Regions from separate parts of the Cyprinus carpio genome. Here region 1 is linked to region 2. A link is a contact called in public Hi-C data. All regions are on one chromosome and are shown on one strand. Each heading gives the region's core, a stretch centred on a gene start, on an enhancer-like site or on the middle of the called end of the contact. The rest is flanking DNA. Distances are from core to core; before and after follow the strand shown. Region 1 holds the start of zeb2a (zinc finger E-box-binding homeobox 2a). Region 2 overlaps zeb2a (zinc finger E-box-binding homeobox 2a).

Evidence for each region. A called contact is a pair of places that touch in the nucleus more often than the background predicts.
Region 1: a Hi-C map of red blood cells shows a contact between it and region 2, with 4 times the contacts expected there. The contact joins the promoter of zeb2a here to the enhancer-like site in region 2. A contact is called at or near these places in 2 of 8 Hi-C or Micro-C datasets (liver and red blood cells).

The regions. Positions count from the first base shown.
Region 1 is chrB9:16,514,522-16,518,568 of ASM1834038v1, forward strand. zeb2a (zinc finger E-box-binding homeobox 2a) reads right to left here and starts at 2,006. Exons shown (of 10, transcript XM_042731177.1): 1 at 1,867-2,006; 2 at 443-573. The coding sequence starts at 566. It overlaps LOC122138477 (a long non-coding RNA gene), which reads left to right and starts at 2,204. Exons shown (of 2, transcript XR_006155608.1): 1 at 2,204-2,360.
Region 2 is chrB9:16,472,687-16,476,323 of ASM1834038v1, forward strand. zeb2a (zinc finger E-box-binding homeobox 2a) reads right to left here. Exons shown (of 10, transcript XM_042731177.1): 4 at 3,459-3,527; 5 at 2,290-2,478; 6 at 1,670-1,884; 7 at 87-195. Among protein-coding and RNA genes, the nearest start is that of gtdc1, 11 kb to the left of the region's middle. Within about 2 kb of position 1,820, at least 1 of the 8 cell types and tissues checked has an H3K27ac peak or open chromatin away from gene starts, as enhancers often do.

The sequences.
Region 1 (4,047 bases), core at 756-3,255, 42 kb after region 2:
AACTTCAGCAAAGACAGAAGTCCATAACAAGTATAACTGTACAACTTTTCCAAATCTGATACAACTCAAAACAACTTTCTTAAGCATTTAAAGGTATTTTAGAGCCATATTGTGTCCAGCAGAAGACACGCGAGCGCGCACGCACTCACACATAGCTACATAACGGTTTTGTGCTGTGAGATAATAGACGCTCACATCTGAACTCTCCCTCTAACTCTTACTCTATTACAACTTAAACATTTCCACGGCAATGAAAACACTTTAAACCGGTAGACTTCTACCTTAAGCACACAAGAGAATAGTTTACACTGTCGCTGAGTTTTCCGCACTCTTCTGTACAGCGCTTCGTTTGACAACGCACAATCTCACCCAAATCCAACTGTGTTTTAAAGACGCGAGAACAAGCAAGAGTTCGGTTTTTCGCCATAAGTCACGTTCTTACCGTTCTTTCTCCTCGGGTTGGCCTGTTTTCTCCTCTTACACCGGGGACCCTCCGCCATGATCTCCTGCTTCATTGATAAGAGTGGGTCAGATGGCAGCAGTCCGCATGGGCTCCGCTCCTTCATCCAAGATCTAGCAACCAACACACACACGGCAACAATTGGACTCTCAGGGCAGGAAGGAGGATGTGTGTCGCTCACAGGAGAGCAAATGATATCTGGGGGGTAGAGTGACTGAGAAGTCCGAATGAAGTTATCCAGGAGGGTTTGTTTAGAGGGACCGTGAGCGTCCTGCGCGTCGTCTGATCTTTTGAAGTGTGTGTATGTGTGTGTGAGTGTGATCGGACAGCAGCGCGTGAGTGCGCGAATGAAGGGGGACGGACACACCGACACCTTCAAGTCACCATAAACCATGTGCTGTGCGTATAGAGCATTTCACAGAATGAGATGCAATTAAAGTTTTCAGCAACTTGTGTTTAGTGAAATTGCTTTATGTAGTTTGATATGTCCCCCCCTCTGTCAGCTTTAAGTTATAGGCATCTAATCTTGTGGGCTACTTTGTAAGTCTGCTAGATGTAAATATTGGCTTCGTAATTTCTGTTGCCTGACTTAGGCTATGCCTGACCGAATTTCATTTAGTATATTTAGTTTTGCTCGGAATTGTCATTAAAATCCCGTTAATGGTTTAAAATAAAAAGATAAACCTTATTTATTAAGAATTATTTGGTAATATTTTCCTTTTAAAAAATGTTATTTTTATTTTTTATTTTTTTAGGAAAAAAAAAGTAACCTAACCAAAACATGCTACGTGTACACTCTTCTAATAACTGCTTATAATAAATCGTACATTTGAAATCTTTAATTGTCAGCTTATCTAATGTAGCTAATAAAACCTGCAGTATGTGCAGGCGAATCCTCAAAAATAACACACGGAATTCAAACATGATAGACAAACAAATAAAAAGCTACATTACCCTTTCATCACAGCAAATGTAAGTCTTGGAAAATTTGTGGATGCTGATGACAAAATTAAAATGATTATTATTATTTTTTTTTAGCTTATTTTTGCAGTTAAATAGGTTTTAAATATTTAAACTAAAAGTCGTGTACCTAACATCTAAAAGACTGAAGAGATGCGGATCAGAAAAGGGGTTCTTATGTTGTTGTCTAACGGGAAAGCATCCTTTTATGAGAGACGCGTAAACATGCACTAACAAATTTAGCGAGCGACATCATCATCATCATCACCCCTGCATGAAGCTGCCGGTGTGTCAGCATCCGTGAGGCGCGCGCACCTTTCTCACCTGCGCCAGCTGAAGCCAAGTTGATTGCAATCTCGTTTTCGGGAGGGGGATCAAAAAAGTCAAATAGGGTGTATAAAAAGCATCCACAAGGACTCAAGCACAGACGAAACAGGCTCACCTACCCGATTCTATATGAAAATTCCCCAAAGTGCCGGTTAGAGGGGAGGCAAACGCCACAGAGATGTTTGGAGCGCTGAGGAGGACTCTGCTCTATAATGAGGGACCGTTATTCCTGATGGACAGGTTTGGACTGATCTCTGTGAGCCACAACACGGAACAAACCTGAGGACGCACTGACGTGTTCCGCCTCTTCAGATGACATTTCTGCGCTCTCTCTTTTACTTTTGCGCTCAGAGACTCTGACACACACGCCACCTATCTTTACACGGCGGGATAGATGGAGAAACACTGAGGTCGTCTGATGAGCCACATCAGGTGCTCGCGCCTGTCGTTCTGCAACACAGGTGGAATTTTGGAAAGGTGAGGCGGTGGACATTCAATTCTGTAAGCGGAACAGAGCAAGAATGGTTACAACTCTAGCATCGACAGCTTGTTCTTAAGGAAGAGGAGCAGAAAAGATGCAGGACAGGCTGCCAGTGCTGCAGTGATCTGACAGGTAGCTCACCTGTGTGTGGTGTGTGCGTGCGCGCGCTCTTTCACCTGGCATTTCATTGTCTTGCGCGGTGATGTTTGTTGTATATTTGCACGCGTATGGGTTTTATGTGATTCACTGTATAAAATGCGGGCTGTTCACGGGCTCCAGGGTGCACAGTGCAATTAAAAGTGATAGTGTGACATTATGTTACATATTTCAAGTCATTGCAGCAGGCGATCAAGAATCATTTATTTACACCAAAATCTAAGCTATTACAAGAAATCTCGATTTTTTTTTTCAAACGTTCTCCCCCTTTCCTCAGCTGTCTTTAGCACTTAATCTTTCATTTTAATACAACACTCAGAGATTTATTAAAGGCACTCTGATTGGTACAGTGTGAAGAAATTTACCCTCCCTAAATTCATGCATTTTTTTTTTGTATGGATTGCTAATTGACCAATAAAATGTCAGTGCTGTTTGATGTACTTATTAAAGACCAATTGGATTTCACTGGAGGCGTTTATATTAATCGACGCATTTTAGAAATTGCTTGAGCATTGCGCACTTTTTTGGAAATCCCTCTTCGCTCATGACGCCTATTATAATAATAATAATAACAACAGTAGTAATGATAATAATAATGTTAATATTAATAATAATACGTATTTTATTTTTAATAAATTGATAATATAATATTCAAAACTCCTTTTTGTCCATAAAACATGGGAACACTAGACGCTGATTTCACTCTTTTTCCCTCTCCATGCACCTTTTTGTTTTTAATTAATTTTTTTATGAATGTGTGTTTGTGCCTCTGTAGAGTGTGGCGTGAAATAGTCGAAAGAATAAAACCCTAACCTATAAATGTATTTGTGTCGATTATTATTATTTAATTTATTATTATTAGTATTATTAATAATAATAATAATAATAATAATCATACTTTTTATTATTATTTATTTATTTATTTATTTAATTATTTATTTTTGTATTCTGAGACACTATGACCTATTTTCTGGAGAAGTAAACGAAAGAATCGAGTGTAACAAGGACGGTGCTCAGCTAACCGTTCTGTGTGTGCTGTTGTGTCAATTGGCAGCAGAAGTTCTGCTGTATTACTCATTCACTTTGACTGGAATCAGCTCCCCTCGCGAGATTTCTCACTAATACATTTCGAGGATAAAACGGCATATATTCAATTCCTGATTCTCCAACTGCCATTCACAATGATAGAAACCAACGTGACCTCATATTCTTACGTTTCACCCACATACTTCTGTTCCCAGATGATCCCTTTGTCTCATTTATAACAAGATTTCTCTGCTCTCTTCATCGTTTGCCCTGAATTTTGTTTTGTTAAATTGTTAGGACTTAATCATTACTGCTAGTTAGATATTTGTTTTGGCATCACTGAAAAAAAAAAATGCAGGAATGTTTAAAAAAATGCAATTCTGTCAATTATTTATCAAGTGTGAAATGGCTGAAAAAAAAAATAAAATAGCATTAACCACTGACAAGCCAGTGAACTTTGAGAACAAATCAAACTATCACAGCATTTCCTGAGAGCAAAACTTCCTGTTGCATCATCAGTCTGGGGGAGTTTACTGTTTTCACAAAACTTGAGAGCAGAGAATGAAATCCTGTCTTCACTCAATACAGCTTTACCAACAATGTTTGACAGGACTTTAGAGACCACTATCATTGATCT
Region 2 (3,637 bases), core at 570-3,069:
AAATAAGATTATATACATTATTGGCATTCTTTTCACAGCCACTTATGAAAGGAGGCTCTTAACATATTATTCAAAGAAACACTTACCACTGTGAATGCGGAGGTGCTCCTTCAAATGATGCTTATATTTGAAGGCTTTGCCACACTCTGTGCATTTGAATTTGCGGTTACCAGCCCCTTCGTTTAGCAGTTGAGGCTGCAAGGGAGAGAAAGATTACAGAAATTGATACAGGCAGAAAACAGTCACAAAAGGGTATATAATTAATTTTGATGCTGAAATAAATATTTATTTATTTATATTGATTAATTAAACACAGAAAACAGACCAGAATTGTATTTAGGTATGTGTGTCCAAGGATACTGAACCAACAGTTATTAAGATTCTTTTTGGATTTCTTCAAAACGTTTACATGATGAATTGGTGATGCCTTTTATCTGTAGTACTTTATTCGTTCAACTACTATCTGAATACTTTAAACAGTTGTTGTCTGGGTTAAGTAAAAACAGTGTAGGCTGCATCTGTATTCACCATTCAAAGTTAAACGTAGGTGCTCTTCCTCCATTTGAAATTCAAATGTGGGCCCCAGATGCACAACAAAAACAACAGCATTCACCCTGCACCCCACACACAGACACAAAAGGTCTGTGAAAAATGTGTGGGTGTCCACAAGTGCACGTTTAATAGTCACATGTATACAGTACTGTACAGTACTGTGAAGTTCTTTCTTCTAAAGTTCAATCATACTCATGCACATAGGCCATTATAAGATGTGCAATGGGTTTCCATTTTCTGTATGAGTGTATGCAAATATATACACGTGATGAAATGTAAAACTAAACCTAGAAAGGTGAACCTAGGAATAATGTTCAAAGCCTTCAGGAAAATACCTCTTTAGAGCAAATAAACAAACACTTAAAGTCATTTAAGGATTAGGATACTCTAGATCACCGGGAAAAAAAGCCATCTGGTCGTGTTTAATTCAGTCTGAAGAGGTGCACATATGTGTGTATGCGTGTGTGCATATGTGTGAATGTGATTCAGCCAGTAAGATGAGCGTGCAAGGCAAGTATTCCAAATTCTTTTCCAACATGCCCAAGTCTGCTTAAGGTTCAAAGTTGAAAGCCCAAATGCGGGATATCCTGCTATAATCCTATCAAACAACTGAGAGCCCTTTTACCACATCAAAAACAGACCTTTTCCTTCAGTAATAAAGCAATATAGAGTTTCCTTTTCAAAATAATTCCGTATCACTGCATTTTTCACAGCATGCTCATGTTGAGACCAGCCTAAAAGGCAGAAAAAACATCAGCTTTCCCTGCATCTTTTGAGTGGACTCCTTTCCAACAGCTGATGCGAGAAGTCGGCAGGCCTATAGGACTCAATGTGCTAGAACAGCCCACACTTGGCCGGCTGTGGGCGGACACTCAGGGGAGTATGACAGTGCACAGCTGTGGCTCCGGTGTGAAGGATTCAAGTATTAAGGAGCTTCCGGAGGAGCTTGTTCAATGCTGGAGCTATCAACAGGCTGAAACATGTTCTCTTCGGACAAGTAAACACGCTCAGAATGAGAGATGCAGCATCTTTCACAATGAACCCAGACTTCTATAATACTGAAAAAGCATGAGGAAGTAATGAGTGTGGGTACGGACTGAGGTGGGCCTCTTCTCACCTGATCTCTGGCAGGCTTATGTGTGGCCATATGGCGCTCGAGCTGGGTGCGGTAGGCGAAGGTGTCACTGCACAGGGGACAGGGGAAGCTCTCATCGTTTTTCTCATGTCGGTACTTGATGTGCTCCTTTAGGGATGTCAGCCGCTTGTAGCCCCGGTCACAGTAGGGGCAGGTCAACAGTTGGGCAAAGGCATCTGGCGTCCTCAGTGCCAGATCTGGGCAAAATTGAACAGAGTGAACAGAGTGAAGGAGGGGGGATTGAAGAAAGAAAAAAAACAGCATATGTGGGAAAAACAGTTGCCATTTGAGGCTATGGGAGAACGATAGGTAAAGCACTGCATTCAGTTAAGTGAAACAGCAATACATGCTATTCTTTTTTATCATTCAAATAGCATTAGGAAAAATATTTTACAAACTAATTATATGCATTTTGTCCACACAAACTAATTTGCAAAAATAAAACAAAATAAAAATAATTCTTACAGGCCACAAAAAGATTTTTGCATTAACAATTTTCCGTCCCGTTGAGAATAACATAACATAATAAAGTTATTAAATTAATTTCTAATTGCATTTGGTGCTTAGCGAGTTAGATCCTATTTTTATAGTTTAATGCCTACCACTTTCAGTTTCATCTTGTCCATTGGCCTCTGGTGTGCCCAGTCGTGTACCCTCCTCTGGGTCCTCTGGGTAAATGATAACGGTATCCTGCAGGTATTCGGCAATGCTCGCTGCATGTCCCTCACTGTCATCCAGTTTCCTCTTGGCAAAGAAGCTTTCCAGCTCTGAAGAGGCATCAATACCCTTAACTGCACAGAGGAAGTGGGGAGGAAAAGCACAAATGAATCCAGTGGTTGATGCTCAGTGTCACTGAAAAGGACCAAGCTGAACATTAGGACACTGGCCACTTTAAGTGTGATGTAGTGGAGACCAAACCATTAGAAGGCCTTTCAAGGTGGAAGTATTTATTTAAGTTACAACATAATGGCCACTTCAAAGACTAATAGGAGCCAGCTTGATCATCAAGCACTCTTTAAGCATCCTCTTGCATGTTTGAAAATGCTTTAAACATTTCCAGCATTATGGGTAATTGGGTTATATGGCAATTAGGCGTGCCAGGGTAACTGATCTCACTTTGTATTGCTCATCATATACATAAAATTGGACCCAACAATCTAATTATAGATCATGTGTTATGTGTAATTGCACAGAACAAGATTTTAAACGTGATTTTCGTAAACAATAGGTTTTTGGATGCTTTATGGAGAACTACTTAAAGATACTGACAGGATGAATAGACAACTGCGCCTTACAAAAAGTAAACATTTATATATGTAAAAAATGAGGTAATGTGGGTAGATAACTAATAAAATGACAAAAGTTATTCTAAATCATACTTTTTCTTTAGATGACTGGAAATTGGGTAAGCAAATGAAAATGTTATTGTTTCCTTGTAATCAATTTGAAAGTACATGGACTGAACAAATTCGATTTTGCCCTTAAACTCAATTTGGCAGCAAAATGTGATTTGCCATGCACTCGCGCTCAACTTAAAAACGTTTACTTTCCATCTCCCATAGACACACATTATCTCACATGCTCACATGTGTGCCAAGCATGCATTTACATATAGTTTAAGAGACGTTACACTCTTTCATAGGAAACATTTCATAATGAATATGTTCAAGATTTGGTGTCTTGATTACTGCATAGACCCAACTCTTTAAATACAGTTATTTATTATGTATCTTTGCATGAATTTTTTCAATATATTGTGAAGTTATCTCACCTGTACCATTTCCAATTCCATGGAGAGAGATGTCAGGGCTCATGGAGTTGTACTCCACTTTTTGCTCCTCTGTAATAAGAGAAAATACTTTATTTAATGATCATTATAACTAGAACAATAACAATTCAGCAGCAAATCGTCTGCCATTATCAGTTCACTTTTAATTAACATGTTTAATG